Regions from separate parts of the Mus musculus genome. Here region 1 is linked to region 2. Evidence: chromatin contacts called from public promoter capture Hi-C data. All regions are on one chromosome and are shown on one strand. Each heading gives the region's core, a stretch centred on a gene start, on an enhancer-like site or on the middle of the called end of the contact. The rest is flanking DNA. Distances are from core to core; before and after follow the strand shown.

What was found. Capture Hi-C pulls out chosen DNA fragments and counts their contacts.
Region 1: a promoter capture Hi-C map of adipose tissue shows a contact between it and region 2. The contact joins two enhancer-like sites. A contact is called at or near these places in 2 of 39 promoter capture datasets (cranial neural crest and embryonic stem cells) and 2 of 9 other capture datasets (adipose tissue and pancreatic islet).

What each region holds. Positions count from the first base shown.
Region 1 is chr2:5,180,566-5,185,024 of GRCm38.p6, forward strand. The region is part of intron 2 of Ccdc3 (coiled-coil domain containing 3); the gene reads left to right. Among named protein-coding and RNA genes, the nearest start is that of Gm46729, 33 kb to the right of the region's middle. Within about 2 kb of position 1,611, at least 13 of the 459 cell types and tissues checked have an H3K27ac peak or open chromatin away from gene starts, as enhancers often do. A contact at or near this core is called in adipose tissue, where this site is marked.
Region 2 is chr2:5,032,451-5,036,879 of GRCm38.p6, forward strand. Optn (optineurin) reads right to left here. Exons shown (of 14, transcript NM_001356487.1): 7 at 4,221-4,320; 8 at 2,518-2,633; 9 at 1,704-1,853; 10 at 681-774. Among named protein-coding and RNA genes, the nearest start is that of Mcm10, 22 kb to the left of the region's middle. Within about 2 kb of position 3,076, at least 21 of the 459 cell types and tissues checked have an H3K27ac peak or open chromatin away from gene starts, as enhancers often do. A contact at or near this core is called in adipose tissue, where this site is marked.

The sequences.
Region 1 (4,459 bases), core at 361-2,860, 150 kb after region 2:
AATAGGTTTATCATCAGCTGGCTTAGGATAACACATGCTAAAGTAGTTATTGCACTGGCGTGCTTCATTAGAGTTGTGGAAACTGATCTTCAAGCCTCAAGAAATACAAGTAGCTTGTATCTCCAATAGCCCTGTCTACAGATGTCACGTGTGTGCTGTGTTGCTGCGTGCAGCATCTGTCAGAAAAGCACAGGCATTGCAGGCAGCACTTAAAATTGTGTTGATTGTGAAACCTTTATAATCAAGTAAAATGGAAATCTCATCATTTGCATGATAATATTCTAAGATAATAACTGTCCTGGTTAGTTTTACATCAACTTGATGCAAGTTAGAGCCATTTGGGAAGAGAGGACCTCAATTGAGAAAATGTCTCCACCAGATCAGCTTATGGGCAAGCCAGTGGTACATTTTCTTTGGTTGATGTACTGTTTGCAGTACTATGTCTGGGCTGGTGGTCTTGGGTATTAGAAAAAAAGCAAGCTGGAAACCGGCATTCCTCTGCACTGCATTAGTCCCTGCCTTGGCTTCCTTAGGAGACAGACTGCAAGCCGTAAGCTGAAGCACACACTTTCCTTCCCTAGTTGGTCGTGATGTTTTATTACAGAAATTGATACCCTAATTAAGAAAATAACTAAATCATTAAAGTTAACATTATTCTAGGAATGTTATGTAGTTTACAAGAGACATTAATAACATGCTCATATAATGACAACATTGAATAAACTTACTATTAACATTCCTATCAATTAATTGATAAACTTAATTAATTTTGAGACAAAGGCTGTTGTACCTCAGCATAGACTCTTAACTCTGTTTAGCAAAGAATAAATTTGAGCTCCTGATTCTCCTGTTGCAACCTCCCAAGTGGTAAGATTATAGGCATGTGCCACTTATAGAGAGAGACAGAGAGAGAGAGAGAGAGAGAGAGAGAGAGAGAGAGAACCATTTTTTAAATATTCTAGAAGATCATTGGGAAACTCTGAAAGCGAATAATGAGGTCAAAAGGTTTTAATTTAGAGTTTGATTTGGGAAAGTTGTCAAAGTGCTGAACGATTTAAGACATTTGATTAAAATAAGTCCAGAGGTCACTGTGAGGCAATACTTACTTAATCTGAGTGTTAAAGCTCAGAGGCACATACACTCAGCTATTTAGTTGCAGAGAGGGCCCAGTTTCCTTAAACAATAAAAGATGTAATAATTTTGATAAAACTATAGTCTGTTTCTTTAGTCAATTGCTTCAGTGAGAGAACCTGTTACTTCTTTGAAGTCTTAGAGGCAGAAGGCAAGGCAGAGGAGAAAACAGCTCACCTTGTATGTTTATCTATTACTTAGCATATTCCTTATAATAAATACAGAGAGTGGACTGGACTGCCCTCAGAGGCAAGTCACATGAGAATAAACACTAGGCAGTCATGCAGCTAGATCAGAGTTGAGCTCTGGGTTCAGAAACACCAGATGGTGCATCTAAGTTACTCCCTCCCCCCAATAAAAACCCAGCCTGACTCCTCTCCTTTGACTAGGAGACCATTGTAACCCCTAAGGCCATGTCTATAGACACCTCCTTTATCGCCTGGATTTCACTGGTACAACACTGAGCTTTTCCACAGTATGAGCTTTACTGACTGACATTCTTCCAGATCCTTCCATCGTAGTCCCTGGCAGCAGCCGTCCCCATGTTGCATTTCCCAGTGATGAAGTCATGTTCCCAGGAGAAGAGGGAAACTTGGCATACAGGGAAAGGAGACCCTGTCAACTCTCCTTTCCCCAGATGCCCTTTCTCTTTGAGGATGGGTGGGGGAGGGACAGGACTCCATAGTTGAAATAGTCTAATGCTGGCTGCTTGTCAGCAGGTCCAGGAGAAAGGAGAGGTGTCCCACTCCTGCCAGTACTGCTGGGGTCTCTCCGGGGCTGAGTGGGATGGCGAATGTCGTCGACCCAAAAGAAACACACCTGGGCAGGGAGTCTGTCAAAGTAGGAACTCAACTCTATGACATCAACCTCTTGTTTATATAAGTTCGGAACATAGGGAGGAGGATTTTTGATGGGGTAACACGACATAGGAGATGGGGAAGGGTGATGGAGGGTATGGAGTGACTGACAGGGCCAATGGCAAAGCTCTACATCAGCAATGGTGGGGCAGAGGCAGGCCAAACAGATCTTGCTGAGACATCCTAATATGGAAGTGACTGAGACAGGTCTCTGAGCCGGGCTTAGGCTCTCCCACAAGGCCACAGAAACTCAAGCCAGGCTCAGGTTTGTCCTCAAAGCCCAAACCAGGGCCAAAATGGGGCCCACCAGTCTGATGAACTTAGAGTCAGTTTCTTTTCTAAGAAGAATATTCACTGTCAGATTTCTGTGCTTTGTTGGAAAAATAAGCCTGTCTCAGACATTCAGATTTATTGTTAACACAGGACTCAGGTTAGAAATGGTAAAGGTCCTGGATCCGTCCATCTGTCCACCTGTCCATCCGTCCACCTGTCCAGCTGTCCATCTGTGCCTCCTTTAAAGTCCTTCAATCCCTTTGATGAATAAATACTTACCAATTTTATGTCTAGGAAAATTTTAGAACTAGTCAAAAAAACTATTATTTGTAATACATTATGGTTATGAAAATGATTTAAAAAAAACCAGGCTCTTGCTATGTAGCTAAGTCAAGTCTCCTTTGAACTCAGTGCAGGTGTTCTGCGTTCTAACTTATTCATGCAGGTCAAACTGGCATTGAGGCCAAGTCAACCCACCTCTACCAACTATTACATACCAAAAGCACCTTTTACAGAACATGGCCCTTCCTTTCTCATGCTGCTTCAAATTGGACTGAAGTTAGGTAAATTCTTGCTTCTGTATTCTAACTCAAGAGAGGGGCGGCTTCTCCATCGAATGAAGAGGACAGGATGCAGGTACATCTAAGGAGAACGGAGCAAAGTTGAAGTTTCTACCTGGGAGCCTCTTTATTTTTGCATACAATAAGAATCAAAGAACTCTTTGCAAGACTGTAGAAAATGGTAGTAGGAAAGGGGATGCGTTAAAGGACAGACACAACTGTGGTAAGTAATGTGACAGAGAATTGACCAAGATAAGCAAAGGGACGGCTTGGGAGAGGGAGCATCAGAAATGATGAATGTGTAGTGGCAGCAGTGAACACCAGAGTAGTGGGATGGAAGCTCGATGTCTAGTTATGTGTAGACTAGCCTATAGGTGGAACAGGGAGGCAATAGATAGAGAAATTGTAAATGCATCATTGATTCATTCTCCAAATAAACACAATAAGAGACATTTTGGCTGGACACAGAATCTGTCAGGAGACTAGAACCCTCAGGTTAACACATTAGTGAAAGTGATGGATAGGTAGGTGATCTGGAAAGATGGAGTATTTTATTCCTTTATGTTTAAACACTATGTCGGATGCTTTACAAGTATCAGTTCAGCTCTCTCTCGCAATGATGTCGAGATCAGACTCACAATGCAGGGATCTAGAACAACCAAGTGAACCTGTCCACAATTCCCCAGCTAGTCCATGACAGAGCTTGGACTTTTGTATCTATGTGTTCTGGCATCAACCCCCAAGTTCTTCTTTCTACATCACACTGCCTTTAGAAGGGCATGGGAAGAATGTATGAAGTGATTAATTGCCTGCAAGAATTAACACATAAACAACACTGGTGCCACTGAAAGTGACTGGAGACGAGATTTCTCGCTACAACATCCATATGGTTGTTGTGTCAGTGTCAGCAAGATGAAAAGGTGTGAGAGAAAGATGTGGGGCTGGGATGATAAGAACGTTCACAAGTGTGGGCTGCTGATCAGAAGAACAGCACAGGACAAAATGAAGAGGTGTAGCTGGTCATGCAAGCAGATGGACTGAGTCCCAAAGCTCAGGCTTATGTGGGTGGAGGAGTTAAGTAAAAAACGCTATGGTTGGAGAAGGAAAATGTTGACTCTTCCTCTCAGCCCTGAGTCCTGATGGGTTGGAAAGAGCCAGGCACATCTTAAGGAGGTAGATGGAAGGCACATGCTCCAGGCAAGTTGAAGACTCGTAGAGACTCACTTTGTATACTGCAAAGTCCCAGGAATTTGGGGAGACTGTGGTGTTTTGAATAGTTTTGGCCCCCCATAGACCATGTGTTTGAATGCTTGGCCCATAAGGAGTAGCACTATTAGGAGGTGTGGCCTTGTTGGAGGAAGTGTATCACTGTGTAGGTGGGCTTTGAGGTCTCTTAGTGCTAAAGTTCCACCCAGTGCAGAAGACGCCCTCCTCCTGATTTACTGCAGAAGACGTGTAAACATCACTGCCTTTGGATCAAGATGCAGAACGCTCAGCTCCTCCAGCACCATGCCTGCCTGGATGCTCCCATGCTTCCTGCCATGATGATAATGGACTAAAACCCTGAAACTATAAGCCATTCCCAATTAAATGGTTGCCATTTAAGAGTTGTCTTGGTCATGGTGTCTCTTCATAGCA
Region 2 (4,429 bases), core at 1,826-4,325:
CCCTCAGAAACTAAAGTGGCCTGTCTCAAAGAAAATACCAAAGTCAGCTTTTGACTTCCACATGAACATGCCAATATGTACATGGACCCCACCCCCTACACCCTGCCCCCTCTGGAAAAGGAAAAGAAAACATGGTGCTTATGTCAGAGACCTGTAATCGTAACTACTCAGGAGATTGAGCAGTAGGCTTGCAAGTTCAAGGTCTGCTCAAGTAACTCTGAGACCCTGTAAGAGGGAAGGCAGGAGGGTGTAGCTCAATAGTAGAACATTTGCCAAATATGCAAGAGGCCCTAGGCTTATTCGAACATCCTTACTAATTTAAACTAAATGCTGTAAAACCAGGGTTCCAAGTTCAGTGCCAGCAGGCAAGATGGCCTTGCACAGTCTCAGCCAGTAGATGGCTATAGCTAGCTGTCTCGCTCCACTGTTGACAAGGAGCCCAGGCTCTCAGCTTTCCTACAGACACACCCTCGGGAAGTAGGAAAAGCCCTTGCCCTGCCTGGAGACATCAGCACCCCCTCCATACACAAGTCACGTTTTATATACAAGCTGAGGTGAAAAGCTATAATAATTCTGTTACAACTGATAACCGCAAAGCAGTTCTTGAGAGTGGATTTAGTTGAGGGGTCATTTGGTGGTTCAATCCCCAGGCTATGGAAGTACCTTTGCTCTGTAAATACCTGTTGCTTGGTTAGTTCTTCAATTGTTTTCAGTGCCTTATTATGTTCTTGAAGGAGCTTGTTGTGAGTTGCCTGCAGAGTGGCTAACCTGGACCTATTAAAATGTGATATTAAAAGTGGAATAATGAGGGAAATATCACAGAAGCCCATCCTCCTGTCTCCCTAACAGACTTTGAAAACTCAAGTAGAAAAATCTCTTGGTTTTTTTCCATCCCACCAACTTTTAACTCTCAGCTTGACAGGACCAGGAGTCACCTGAGGAAAGTCTCAGTGAGAGATCGCTTCCATCAGGTTGGCTCAGGGGCCTGTCTGTGAGGACTGTCTGCACTGCCTTTACCCATGTCGGATGACCTGCCACATGAAAGCAGTGACACCGGCCAGTCCCTAGCTTAGGGCTCTCGATTATCCCAGCACTCGGGTGTAAGAGGCAGGTGGATCTCTGTGAATTCTGGGACAGCCAGAGAAACACAGACCAATCCTGTCTCAAAAAACAAAACTAAGCAATAGAAGTAGGCAAGGCAAGCTGAGAACTAAGCATTCATTTCTCTCTGCTCTTGACATGATGTGAATGGGCTTCCAGCCCAGAGCGCCTTGGCCAACTCCCTCCCAGTGAGTGGCTGGACCGTGTAAGCTAAGATAACCCCTCTGTCCACGAAGTTGCTTTGTCAGGCTATTTTATCATGGAACAGAAATGAAACTACAGCCACCACTTGTCAGCATTTTTCTTACTCTCAAAGAAAATGGTATCTTCCATAAGACTGTCTTTCTCTCAAAAGATAGAATAAAAATAATTTTCCTATTTTTGCTACAACGCAAAACTTTAATCTGTCCAGGAGTCTCCTAGACATCTAGTTTCCAGATGGTAAAACAGATTTTATGCCATGACTCCCAGGTACACCCCCACCCCCACCCCACCCCATCTGTATTTGGCCAGCTGTCCTTCCCCTTCTGGGTGAGCTGCCGCCCCACCCCGCCCCGCCCCCGCCCCGCCCCCACCCCACGCACACAGGTGCACACACTCACTTCTCCTCCTCTGTCTTGGCCTGCTCCATCTTGATTTCGGAGCGCATGCTCTCCACCTGCAGCTCTAACTTCTTGTTACTGTAAACGAGCTCTTGCTTTTCATTCAGCTCTGATGGTGTTGCAGAGTTCTTCCTCTCCAGAGCCTGACACCTGAAAAAGATGAATATTCCCCGAGGAGAAACAACACTTTGTCACTCTCCCTGGCTTCTGCACAAATCCTCAAGAGGATATCAAGTACAGAGTGTGGTAGGGCCACAGGGCAAAACACTTTGTTCTTTTTGCTTCAGGTTTGCTTTCTTGTTTTGTTTCTTCCCGCCTTATGGTGGGTGGGATATTTTAAACATCTTATATTTTTAATATATTTTTACCCAACCTGAACTAAGGAGCAAATTACAGCAAAATCCCTGGGCACCCTTCAGAATCTAAAGTCTGCCTGTCACAAAGACTCTCATTTCTGATGAGGATCCAGTAAGAGGAAAGGAAAGCCCCGAGCATCTCCTATGAGAGCCGAAAGACAGATACACTATGGCTATGTGCAGGGTGTTAATGCCAAGTACAGCAAATCTCTCACATCACAATACTATATGTAGCTCTGTACAGGGGTTACAGAGGTTGGTGCTCTTCACAGCACAGTGCAAGTCCTCTTGTGTCCTTATGACCCGTGTGACAACAGCTTCAGGAATACACACCAACACTAAGTTCTCTTTTTCTGAACCGTCTATCAGGTCCCTGCTTGTTTTAATACAGTAACAAAACTGCTTTGCTACAGTAACGCACTTCATAAATCATGCGAGGAAATTAAATGAGTTATTACTTTTCTTGAAGTCTCTTCTTCATCAGCTCAGCCTCACTGAGTTTTGTGTGTGCCTCTTGAAGCTCCTTAAACAGAGAGGTCACTTGAATGCTCAGTGTTTCCACTTCGCTTCCAACCTGTCAGACAATGTCAGACATTCACGTGAGACAGAGCATTCGAGAGGAGGTGGACCTTGTGTGAGGAGAAAGTATGGACCACTAATATCCAGCTAACACGGAAACCCTGAGTAGACTTGATTTGCGCAAGACTTCCCCAAGTGACTTATGTGAAAAGCAGTCTGGGCAAGCTTGTGTTTCTGTGCACCACATCCACTATCAGTCTAGGCCTGTGTGATAATGGATTTACTGCTAAACCTGGACCTACTCAGGCTTCTGGGATCACAGGTCACCAGGTCAAAATATAACTTTATTCGTGTGGGGAAAGACTCCGAGACTATATTGCCTTGCCAATGTCTGCTTCTAGCTTACGTAATTATTTGTTATCCAGCTCTTCTCCCGGAAGCCCGCCAGTTGTCAATTTGCATATGAGTTTTATCCGAGCTTAGAAACATCAATACTTTCCCATTAACTGTTGGTCCATCAGTTAACGGTGTGCTGTTCTGGCAGCGTGCTCTCTTCATGTAAGCTCATCCTGTTCTCTCTCCACCTTCCCCACCCCCGTTTTGCTTTTGCACTCATGCTGATCTGGAATTTGCTGTCACATAAGCTGTCCTTAAATCTGAAATCCAACTGCCTCAGTCTACCAGACACCAGACTCATAGGGGTATGCACCACTGTACCAGTCTTCAGTGTTCTCCATTGTCTTAAGGTTGGGACTCAGAGCCAGAGAAGCCGCTGCACGTCTGTAATCCTAGCATAGCAAAGGCAGGGAACATCGTAGTTCCTCTCCTAGGCTACGTGTGAGTCTGAGCTCAGCCTAGGCTGGATAAGACACAATCTCAAAATTTAAAAAAATAAAGAGAAATGAAAGGGAAAGGAAGGACATAGCCAGTGTGTGTGTGAGTGAGTGTATGAGAGAGTGTGTGTGTGTGTATGTGTGTTGAATGTGTATGAGTGTGTGTGTGTGTATGAGTGTGTGTGTGAATGAGTGTGTGTGAGTGTGTATGTGAGTGTGTATATGAGTGTATGTGAGTGAGTGTGTTTGTGAGTGTGTGAGAGTGAGTGTGTGTGTGTACTGATGAATACATGAACAGAAGGATCATTCTATATGTCTCTCGTACAGACTACTGTGAACTCTTTAATTTCCTGGCTTCAGGAACTTTTCCTAAACTTAAAACTCTTCAGGCTCAAGGGCATAAGTTATTCAGGAACTTTTTTTTTTTTTTTTTAAACGCTAATTCCTTTGTTCCCTACCAGTGCTGGGACAGAGCCAAGATCTTTCCATTCTAAAGTCTCAGATTCATGTTCACAAAGGACATCTTATAAGTCAGTCAAAATGTCTTTTTCTGGTGGTGGACTTAAGGATTCAGGAGATGCCATCAGACAAGGAGAGATATGAGAGTGTACAGACTGGTTCACATCTTACTGACATGCACTTCAAATTCAGGATAAGGAAATGAAAACGAAAGAAGTAGAAAGTATTCTGAAACAAACAAGTTTCCATTTCTAAGGTAAATAGTGCAACGTAAGACTTGAACCCAGCAACCACGTCACCAACGGGGACATGCCAGGGACGTGCCAGTCCTTTGGCGGTGCTGTACCCACACTCTCTTGGCCTTTGTCCTCCTTCTCTCTGTCTGCTCTCCTCGCTGTCTGCTTCTCAGTAGAAGAATGGCCATTTGCTTTCTTTTCAAAATCTGAAATTCTGAAAACAACAAAACAAAACACCAACAACATCAGAATGTAGAGAAGTTTTACTTTCTGTTTAGACACACGAGGACAAGCAGCTGTAGAGGCACTCGAATGCACGTGTC